2 separate regions of the Zea mays genome follow, and region 1 is linked to region 2. A link is a contact called in public Hi-C data. All regions are on one chromosome and are shown on one strand. Each heading gives the region's core, a stretch centred on a gene start, on an enhancer-like site or on the middle of the called end of the contact. The rest is flanking DNA. Distances are from core to core; before and after follow the strand shown. Region 1 holds the start of LOC103631852 (transcription factor EMB1444). Region 2 holds the start of LOC100284528 (lachrymatory-factor synthase).

The links. Hi-C and Micro-C count contacts between places; a contact is called where the count stands out from the background.
Region 1: a Hi-C map of ear shows a contact between it and region 2, with 2.8 times the contacts expected there. The contact joins the promoter of LOC103631852 here to the promoter of LOC100284528 in region 2. A contact is called at or near these places in 2 of 25 Hi-C or Micro-C datasets (ear and leaf).

The regions. Positions count from the first base shown.
Region 1 is chr7:553,948-558,712 of Zm-B73-REFERENCE-NAM-5.0, reverse strand. LOC103631852 (transcription factor EMB1444) reads right to left here and starts at 1,252. Exons shown (of 12, transcript XM_035960782.1): 1 at 300-1,252; 2 at 1-121. It overlaps LOC103631853, which reads left to right and starts at 1,767. Exons shown (of 7, transcript XR_004851308.1): 1 at 1,767-2,548; 2 at 2,691-4,219; 3 at 4,362-4,445.
Region 2 is chr7:410,253-415,500 of Zm-B73-REFERENCE-NAM-5.0, reverse strand. LOC100284528 (lachrymatory-factor synthase) reads right to left here and starts at 2,635. Exons shown (of 1, transcript NM_001157423.2): 1 at 1,988-2,635. The coding sequence starts at 2,527. The coding sequence ends at 2,036. It overlaps LOC103631855 (probable proline transporter 2), which reads left to right. Exons shown (of 7, transcript XM_008653676.3): 2 at 62-215; 3 at 299-523; 4 at 631-725; 5 at 833-1,150; 6 at 1,222-1,437; 7 at 1,525-2,033. The coding sequence ends at 1,905.

The DNA.
Region 1 (4,765 bases), core at 3-2,502, 140 kb before region 2:
TGTCTGTCATCCTCCTTTACTCAATATCTGAACGTCAGAGGAACATATGGAAGCACCAGCAGCAACAGACAGTAGGTCGTTCAGAATCTTGCCACAAGCTCGGTCAGAAAAGCACAACAGCCTGCATTTATCAGGTCATAGAAAGCATTTGAGAAGATTCAATTAACCAGTACCGAATACATTTCAGTATTGTTTATATGCCTATAGAACTTACAACAAACTTATAAATGATTTTGGCCGCGGCTTTGTAATTTACAGAGTAACTTGGAATATACACGAAATAGTGTTCCAATATGTACCCTGACTGACGAAACAGTATTGTTTTTTGAGTGGAACTTCATTCAAATAAGACAATATATGTGGATGAGGCTACTTCACATGAAATCTGCAAGCAAAATTCATAGAAAATGGTAAAAATACTAACAGTTCCACAAGCACCTACTATGAATAAAGATAGCCTTCCAATATTGAATTCAAGCAATGAAGCACCTTTCATCAACAGCCACATAGCCATTACTCAGACATTCATAATGAAAGAAACTACTAGGTAAAATGACATACTCTACAGAGTATAATAATGATTTACTCCCTCGGTCCTGTAATCTAGTGCATTCAAGCATTCGAAAAGTGTACCCAAATGTAAGGAGTTTTAGGGGGGTAAGAGGCAGTTTTGCATTGAATTATAGCACAAATTTGGTATGTATTATATCGGTACTTGCAATTTATCAACCAAACTCCATTAATCACACTGATGGTAACATCTTATTAGGAAATTAAGTTTATGTGTCTGTATTTCCTCTTAATTAGTCTCAAAAATCTCTAGAATACACTACATTACAGGATGCAGGGAGTAGTTCCTTCCAAGTAGCATGAAGTTGAACTAACATGGGCCTTCATAACGTACATAGGAAATGACATGGGTCTTTATATTAATACAATGAGGATCAGATAATCTCCATATTCTGAGCAATGAGGCTCTGAAATAACAGTGTACAACAGCATCCATGATCTGAAGAACTCAACTAATAGATAAACAGATCTGATGCTCAGGCACATCAAAGCTTTATCAGCTTATTGATATGATCTTTTAGGACGGCGTCGAAACGGACGGAAGAGACGTGCGCGCGGTCGGAAGGGAGCATGGAGGCGGCGAGTTCTGAAGAGGGTGCCGCGTGAGGGCGGCGTGTGACTATGGAGGCTACATCAGCGGCTACTGCTAGCGGCGGGGAGGAGGACACGATAGACTCCATGCGGAATACAGGTAGTAAGGAGGGTTATTTTGCAAAACATCCATGGTCCATTTGGGCTAGTTGTGCTGCGTGGCATTGCAACTTTAATGGGCCGGCCTGGAAAATTTGTTCGGGCCCTGTTGGGCTCTTTTGAGGAAATTGTATATTTGCCACTTTTTTCCTTGAGGATTGGATAGAGATGCTCTAGTTGTCTCCTAGCTAGTGTCATCTATCTCAGCTCTAGTGTGTAGTGGCAAGTATGGGTATGGTTAGCTCACCAAACGATGGTCGATAGGTGAACGCTGCCTTTTGCTCTCTGCTGATCTGCTGCTGTGTGAGAACGAAAGGCACAATTAAAGCACCTAACATTCTTTCAAAAAAAAAGTGGCAAGTTTGTGGTCTCTCAGGCTAATCAAGACAGACAGGGTATTAATTACTGAGATTAATTAACTATGTCGATGTTACAATAGTGTCCATCAGGATCCATGTCTAAAACGAAGAAAAGTAGCTCTCCTACTCTATATGTTGTTACTGTAGACGTCCACACACGCTCTGTTCTGCCTGCCGCGTGCAATCCGCCGCCCGCGCAATCCGCCAGCGCGCAGACCTTTCCATCCGCGCCCGCGCCAAAACCGCCGCCCCTGCGCCAAATCCACCGCCACGCCCTGCTCGCCGATGGAAGGTCCGCCGCCTGCCGCTCTATTCTCCACGCGCAATCCGCCAGCGCGCAGACCTTTCCATCCGCGCCCGCGCCAAATCCGCCGCCCTTGCGCCAAATCTGCCGCCACGCCACTACTCGCCGATGGAAGGTCTCCACGCGCAATCCGCCGCCTGCCATCGCCAGCGCGCAATCCTTTCCATCCGCGCCCGCAACGCCCGCCCCTGCGCCAAATCCTCCTTGGACGCGCCCCGACGGCTGGCGCAACCCGTCGAGCAAATCCGCGTAGATCCCGTCTCCATCTCCCGTCAACCAGGCGAGTCCCGCCGTGAATGTCGCCCACCTCCCTTCGACTCCGACGCTCCCAGGACCACACCGCCCAAGCCGTCGAGCAAATCCGCGTTGTGCAAGTGGTGGCGCAGCCTCGCGCCCGCCCTGCTCGCCGCCGCACTGGCGATCACGGTGGCCGCGCTGCGGCCGGCGACGGAGCACGCGGACGCCAAGGGGCGGCCGCCGCTGTGGTTCTGGCCAGGAGGAGTGTTCAAAGTGGCCCTGTTCGCGGACCTGCATTATGGCGAGGACGCGTGGACGGACTGGGGCCCCGCGCAGGACGCCGCGTCCGACCGCGTCATGGCCGCCGTCCTCGACGCCGAGAACCCAGGTGCGTGCCTGCGCACGCTCTCCTTTTGCTTTCCTGGACCCTTTCCCTTTTCCTCCGAAAGAATCAAAGAACTGAAACGGAACTCCCTCTCTACCTCATGGTCTCTGCGGCGGCGGAATCCGATCCACGCATCTTCGCTCAGACTTGGTGGTGTACGAGCAGCCATAGATGTGCAGACATCCCTATTGGAAGAAGATCCGAACAAGAATTATCAAGAAGACAAAAGGTAAATAATACAACACCCATACTTATTCTTCTTCTGATTTTTGATAGTTTATGAAGAACAATAATATTGTGCAAACTGCTAAGCTGCTAGCTTGTTATCTATTTTTAGACAATATACACCTCTTGTTAAGAATGGAGAGGTAGGAGATGATCCTGGAGGCAGCATGTCAAAGATAGAACTCACATGTTTGTTGTTCTTCTATTTTTTTATCGCTCATAAGGAAAATTGAGACCCTGCTCTTGATGTTTTAGACATGGCGTACTTCCTGTTATGGTGCCTGAAATTGGCATGAAGTTTCAGGATGAGGTAGAGGCTTGGAAGTTTTGGAATACATATGGTAACACGGTTTTGAGGTTAGAATGAGAGATGCAAACAAAAGAAAATCTATTGGAATACTGAGATCATTTAGATTTATTTGTGCAAAAGAGGGTCAGTGGAAATAAGGTAAAATAAGTCATCTTGTAAACGGCCACGAGCTAAAACTAGAACTAAATGTCTTGCTGTATTTTGAACTAAATGTATTATTATTGTTCTATCTTTTGGAGATAGAAATACGAGCATGCAGTCAATCTCAGCATGCATTTAGTTTCAATTAAATCTTGGTAAACAACTTGGTCTCTCCTACTCTATATGTTGTTACTGTAGGCGTCCACACGCGCTCTGTTCTGCCCGCCGCTCTGTTCTGCCTGCCGCGCGCAATCCGCCGCCCGCGCAATCCGCCAGCGCGCAGACCTTTCCATCCGCGCACGCGCCAAATCCGCTGCCCCTGCGCCAAATCCACCGCCACGCCCCTGCTCGCCGATGGAAGGTCCGCCGCCTGCCGCTCTATTCTCCACGTGCAATCCGCCAGCGCGCAGACCTTTCCATCCGCGCCCGCGCCAAATCCGCCGCCCCTGCGCCAAATCTGCCGCCACGCCCCTACTCACCGATGGAAGGTCTCCACGCGCAATCCGCTGCCTGCCATCGCCAGCGCGCAATCCTTTCCATCCGCGCCCGCAACGCCCGCCCCTGCGCCAAATCCTCCTTGGACGCGCCCCGATGGCTGGCGCAACCCGTCGAGCAAATCCACGTAGATCCCGTCTCCATCTCCCGTCAACCAGGCGAGTCCCACAGTGAATGTCGCCCACCTCCCTTCGACTCCGACGCTCCCAGGACCACACCGCCCAAGCCGTCGAGCAAATCCGCGCTATGCAAGTGGTGGCGCAGCCTCGCGCCCGCCCTGCTCGCCGCCGCACTGGCGATCACGGTGGCCGCGCTGCGGCCGGCGACGGAGCACGCGGACGCCAAGGGGCGGCCGCCGCTGTGGTTCGGGCCAGGAGGAGTGTTCAAAGTGGCCCTGTTCACGGACCTGCATTATGGCGAGGACGCGTGGACGGACTAGGGCCCCGCGCAGGACGCCGCGTCCGACCGCGTCATGGCCGCCGTCCTTGACGCCGAGAACCCAGGTGCGTGCCTGCGCACGCTCTCCTTTTGCTTTCCTGGACCCTTTCCCTTTTCCTCCGAAAGAATCAAAGAACTGAAACGGAACTCCCTCTCTGCCTCATGGTCTCTGCGGCGGCGGAATCCGATCCACGCATCTTCGCTCAGACTTGGTGGTGTACGAGCAGCCATAGATGTGCAGACATCCCTATTGGAAGAAGATCCGAACAAGAATTATCAAGAAGACAAAAGGTAAATAATACAACACCCATACTTATTCTTCTTCTGATTTTTGATAGTTTACGAAGAACAATAATATTGTGCAAACTGCTAAGCTGCTAGCTTGTTATCTGTTTTTAGACAATATACACCTCTTGTTAAGAATGGAGAGGTAGGAGATGATCCTGGAGGCAGCATGTCAAAGATAGAACTCACATGTTTGTTGTTCTTCTATTTTTTTATCGCTCATAAGGAAAATTGAGACCCTGCTCTTAATGTTTTAGACATGGCGTACTTCCTGTTATGGTGCCTGAAATTGGCATGAAGTTTCAGGATGAGGTAGAGGCTTGGAA
Region 2 (5,248 bases), core at 1,386-3,885:
ATCACCGTGCTGTGCTGCGGCGGCCTCGTCCTCCTCCTCCTCCCTCCTGCCCTTTTTATAGGCCGCCTCCGCTTCGTCGTCTTGGCAAGACCTGCCCCCGCGCCTGCAATCCTACGACAACAGGGCGCCGCTCCTCCTGCCCGTCAAGATCATGGACGCCGCCGCCGACGACAAGCCGGAAATCTCCGACGATACGGCCCACCAGATTAGCGTTGGTACGTTCCTCTTTCCTCTTGATATGCGCACTCCTGGCTTATTCCTTCTTTCCATCTTCTGCTACATAAACATAAATTTTCAGATCCTTGGTATCAAGTTGGCTTCGTCCTCACAACCGGGGTCAACAGCGCATACGTTCTAGGATACTCTGGATCAATCATGGTCCCTCTAGGCTGGATCGGCGGCACATGCGGCCTCCTCCTAGCTGCCGCCATATCCATGTACGCTAATGCTCTTCTTGCACGGCTTCATGAAGTCGGTGGCAAACGCCATATCAGATACAGAGACCTTGCTGGACACATATATGGTCAGTCAGTAATAAGCTCTGCACTTGCACTCCCTACCTATATTATATAGAATAGTCTCACTAGTTTCTTCTTCTTCTTCTTTTTATTTGATTTCATTTTACTTCAGGACCGAAAATTTACGGGCTTACATGGGCTCTGCAGTACATTAACCTTTTCATGATCAACACTGGCTTTATCATCTTAGCTGGACAAGCTCTCAAGGTAGGGAGGGGTACCGTACCGTATGAAGACGACTCATACCATTTATTTTCATTCCTCTCTCTCTCTCTTTGCCATATAATATCATATACTGTTATTTCCACTTGCAGGCCACGTATGGACTGTTCAGTGATGATGGAGTTCTGAAACTCCCTTACTGCATTGCGATATCAGGATTCGTCTGTGCTCTTTTCGCCATTGGAATCCCTTATTTATCTGCCCTCAGGATTTGGTTGGGGTTCTCCACGCTTTTCAGCCTCATGTATATTGTGATAGCAGTTGTGCTGTCGTCGAGAGATGGGATAACCGCACCTGCAAGGGATTACAGCATCCCCAAATCATCGCAGTCAACTCGAGTCTTCACTACGATAGGTTCCATAGCAGACCTTGTGTTTGCTTACAACACCGGCATGCTGCCAGAAATTCAGGTGAGCATTTTCTTTTTCTGGATAACATTTTCTGTTATTGTTGCCTTACTATTTGTGATATATTATTACAGGCAACCATCAGGCCTCCTGTGGTGAAGAACATGGAGAAAGCTCTATGGTTCCAGTTCACCATTGGCTCCTTGCCTCTCTATGCTGTAGTTTTTGTGGGTTACTGGGCTTATGGGTCCTCAACATCAGGCTACCTCCTCAACAGTGTCACAGGCCCAGTCTGGGTGAAAGCGGTTGCAAATCTGTCGGCATTTTTTCAGACAGTCATAGCGCTGCACGTAAGACAAGACAGACGCCACCATCTTTGTTTACTTCTTCTTTCAAACATGAAAAAAAATTCATATATTATCCATCCTAACTCGCAGATCTTTGCTAGCCCCATGTATGAATTCCTGGACACAAAATATGGAAGTGGGCGTGGTGGCCCTTTTGAGATCCACAACGTGGCGTTCAGAGTAGCAGTCAGAGGAGGCTACCTGACGGTGAACACGCTGGTGGCCGCGGTGCTCCCATTCCTCGGCGACTTCATGAGCCTGACGGGCGCCCTCAGCACCTTCCCGCTGACGTTTGTGCTCGCAAATCACATGTACCTGATGGTGAAGGGGCCTAAGCTGGGTGCCATCCAGAAATCATGGCACTGGCTCAATGTTCTTGGGTTCACTGCGCTGGCTGTTGCAGCGGCGGTCTCCGCAATAAGGCTCATCATGCGTGATTCCAGCACCTACCACTTCTTCGCTGATCTTTGAGATCGATCGTTTTCTTTTCTTTTTGTTGGAATGCTGAGCCAGAGCTAGTATTTTTTCATTTTCAGAGAATTATTATCCATGTATGTAAGGATGACGCATATATATATTGAATAGATGATTTAATATCAGGTCAGAGCAGACAAGGAGGTATGGTGTCGATGCACGACTTGTAGAGGATGCGGAGGTAGTCGAGCAGGGCATCCTGGTTGGCGTCGTCCACCGGCTCCATCTCGAAGCTCCACACCACCAGCGTTGCGCCTCCGCCGTAGTCCAGGAGGCTGATGGTGTTGCGGGAGCCGGCGAGGCCGACGTTGCCGTCCTCCATGAGGTAGGTGTAGGAGCGGGCGGTGTGGTCCATGGCCACCAGCCTCTCCCTCACCCACGACGACCCCTGCTGCTGCTGGGGGAACATGAGGCCGCCGCGCACGAGGCGCACGTAGCCCGGCACGTCCTCGTCACCGGCCACCGCGGTGCACGACTCCACCATGGGCATCCACTCGCGCAGCCGAGACGTGGAGGACACCAGCTCCCACACGCGGGCCACGGGCGCGCTCACCACGCCGCTCGCTGCGCCGCGCCACGCCTTGGACGCCGCTTCATCTGACTGTCCGTGCCCATCCATGGCCAAGAACCGTCAGCTCCGGGGCCAGCGGATATAGCAAGGGGGTCGCTGGAAAGTCAAGCTACATGGCTGCAAAACCAAAGCTCACCTAAAAATAAGGACAAACATAAGAACCAGATTTTAAAATCCACCTGCCTACCAATATTTTATATAGGTGATAATCACCTTAAAAAAAGATGTGGACGACACACACGCTAGATGTGGAAACTTCCGAGCGTCCACTATCCGGGCGAGGGCTTAGGCTCCCCCGCGGTAAAGTCTCCGCGCATAGTTCCCCGTTCCCCGGCGACTTCCATCCTTGGTGCGGAGGCGGCGGCGCGGCGTGGAGAGCCAAATCGACGAGATTGCTGCCACCGACGCCGTCCTTCGACGTCGAATCACCATCGCCAAAAGGCTGCGACGTCCCACGGCGAAAAAGGGGTGTGCCGAGAAACGCAAAGCGCAACTCATGACCCCCGTCGTCATAGTCGTCTGTTGGGAGCCTTCCTCTTCGAAGGTCCTAAAAAACATGACTAACCATTTATTTCTAGTATAATCAATTGATTATTACAGGGAGCTTCGATTCATGACGGAAGTCTTTACCTCTGTAAAAGGTCTTCAAGACGAACATATAGCCCGAATGAATGCCGAAGCTATAGCCGAAGAATAACAGCTTCGACTTAAAATAATGACGAAGACCAAACATGATGCTGAGCTGAAGAGGAAAAGACTAGCTAGTCCCTAATGATTTATATTACAGTTATGAACAAATGTTAAAGTCATAAATGTATTTTTACCCAGGCTGTGTCTCATGTCTATAAATAGGTGAACAGTAACACCGTACTGTTCAAGCTGGATCGTAATCGCTCTCGCATCATTACCTTCAAACAAGCCGAAGGTATTAATGTAATATAAATTTTGTTAATTTTCATATGTACATCATAAAATACATATGTGAATGAACTGATGGATTATATGTACTTGTATTATTATGGATGGTGAAGGCATGTCCTTCATGACCTTCGTCTGAAGATCATTATACCCAAGAGGATATAATGCTCCCAAGGATGAAGGTCCTTGACTTTTAACAATTGTGTTGCCTTGTTTTTGATTCACAACATTTGAGAACAAGTGACCAACATTGGCGCCCACCTCCGGTGAACTCGAACGACCACCTTCGACAAGCATTCACCTTCATCATGCCACCGAATAAAGCAATAGCGCCAGGGGCTGCCCTTCAGCCACTGGACACCAACCAAGAGACTCTCTCTGAGAGAAGCCCGAAGCCAGAAAAGGAAGGCTACCAGCCCAACACCGCAGGAGGAGCTAGACCAAGAAATCAGAGACTTGGAAGCCATACACCAACAAGTGCAGAGAAAGAGAGAGAAGATGCTTTGGCTAGCTTCAGAGAGAGCTTCGTCAAGAAAGTCCAATCATTGATGAAGAAATGTGTTATATCACGCAAGATGACCAAGGACGAAGGCCTCAACAGAGAGAGCTTCGTCAAGAAAGTCCAATCATTGATGATGAATGTGAAAGAGAATTAGGCTTACACCTATTTCCTAATTGATTTTGGTGATTGAATTGCCCAACACAAATAATTAGACTAACTAGTTTGCTCTAGTCTATAAGTTCTACAGGTGCCAAAGGTTCACAATAAGCCAATAAAAAGACCAAGAAAAGGGTTCAAACAAAGAGAGCAAGGGACAACCGAAGTGTGCCCTGGTCTGGCGCATCGGACTGTCTAGTGTGCCACCAGACAGTGTCCGGTGTACCACCGGACAGTGTCCGGTGCACCAGGGGACTTCAAGCTGAACTCCTCATCTTCGGGAATTCTCAGAGGCGCTCCACTATAATTCATCGGACTGTCCGGTGCCCCAAGAAAGAGCGACTCTGAACTCGTCAGCTTCGGGAATCCGCTCCGCTAAAATTCACCGGACTGTCCGGTGTGACAGCGGAGCAACAGCTACTTCGCGCGCAACGGTCGACTACAACGCATTAAATGCGCGTCTGCGCGTGCAGAGGAGCAGAGCACGCGCGGGTGGCACACCGGACAGCCTACAGGGCCTGTCCGGTGCACCACCGGACAGCCAGGCGGGCCCACAAGACAGAGCTCCAATGGTCGAACCCCAACGGTCTGCTGACGTGGCTGGCGCACCAGACAGTGTCCGGTGGCGCACCGGACTGTCCCGTGCGCCATGCGACTGCAGCCTTCCAACGACCACTTTGTGGTGGTTGGGGCTATAAATACCCCAACCACCCCACATTCATTGGGATCCAAGTTTCTACACTTCTACACCTTACAAGAGCTATAGCATTCAATACAAGACACACCAAAGAGATCAAATCCTCTCCCAACTCCATACAAAGCCTTAGTGATTAGAGAGAGTGATTTGTCATGTTCATTTGAGCTCTTGCGCTTGGATTGCTTCTTTTCTTCCTTCATTCTTGTGATCAAACTCAATTGTAACCAAGGCAAGAGACACCAATTGTGTGGTGGTCCTTGCGGGAACTTCGTATTCCGTTTGATTGAGAAGAGAAGCTCACTCGGTCTAGGTGACCGTTTGAGAGAGGGAAAGGGTTGAAAGAGACCCGGTCTTTGTGACCACCTCAACGGGGAGTAGGTTTGAGAGAACTGAACCTCGGTAAAACAAATCCTCACACTCTTTATTCGCTTGCGATTTGTTTTACGCTCTCTCTCGGACTCGTTCTTACTTCTAACGCTAACCCGGCTTGTAGTTG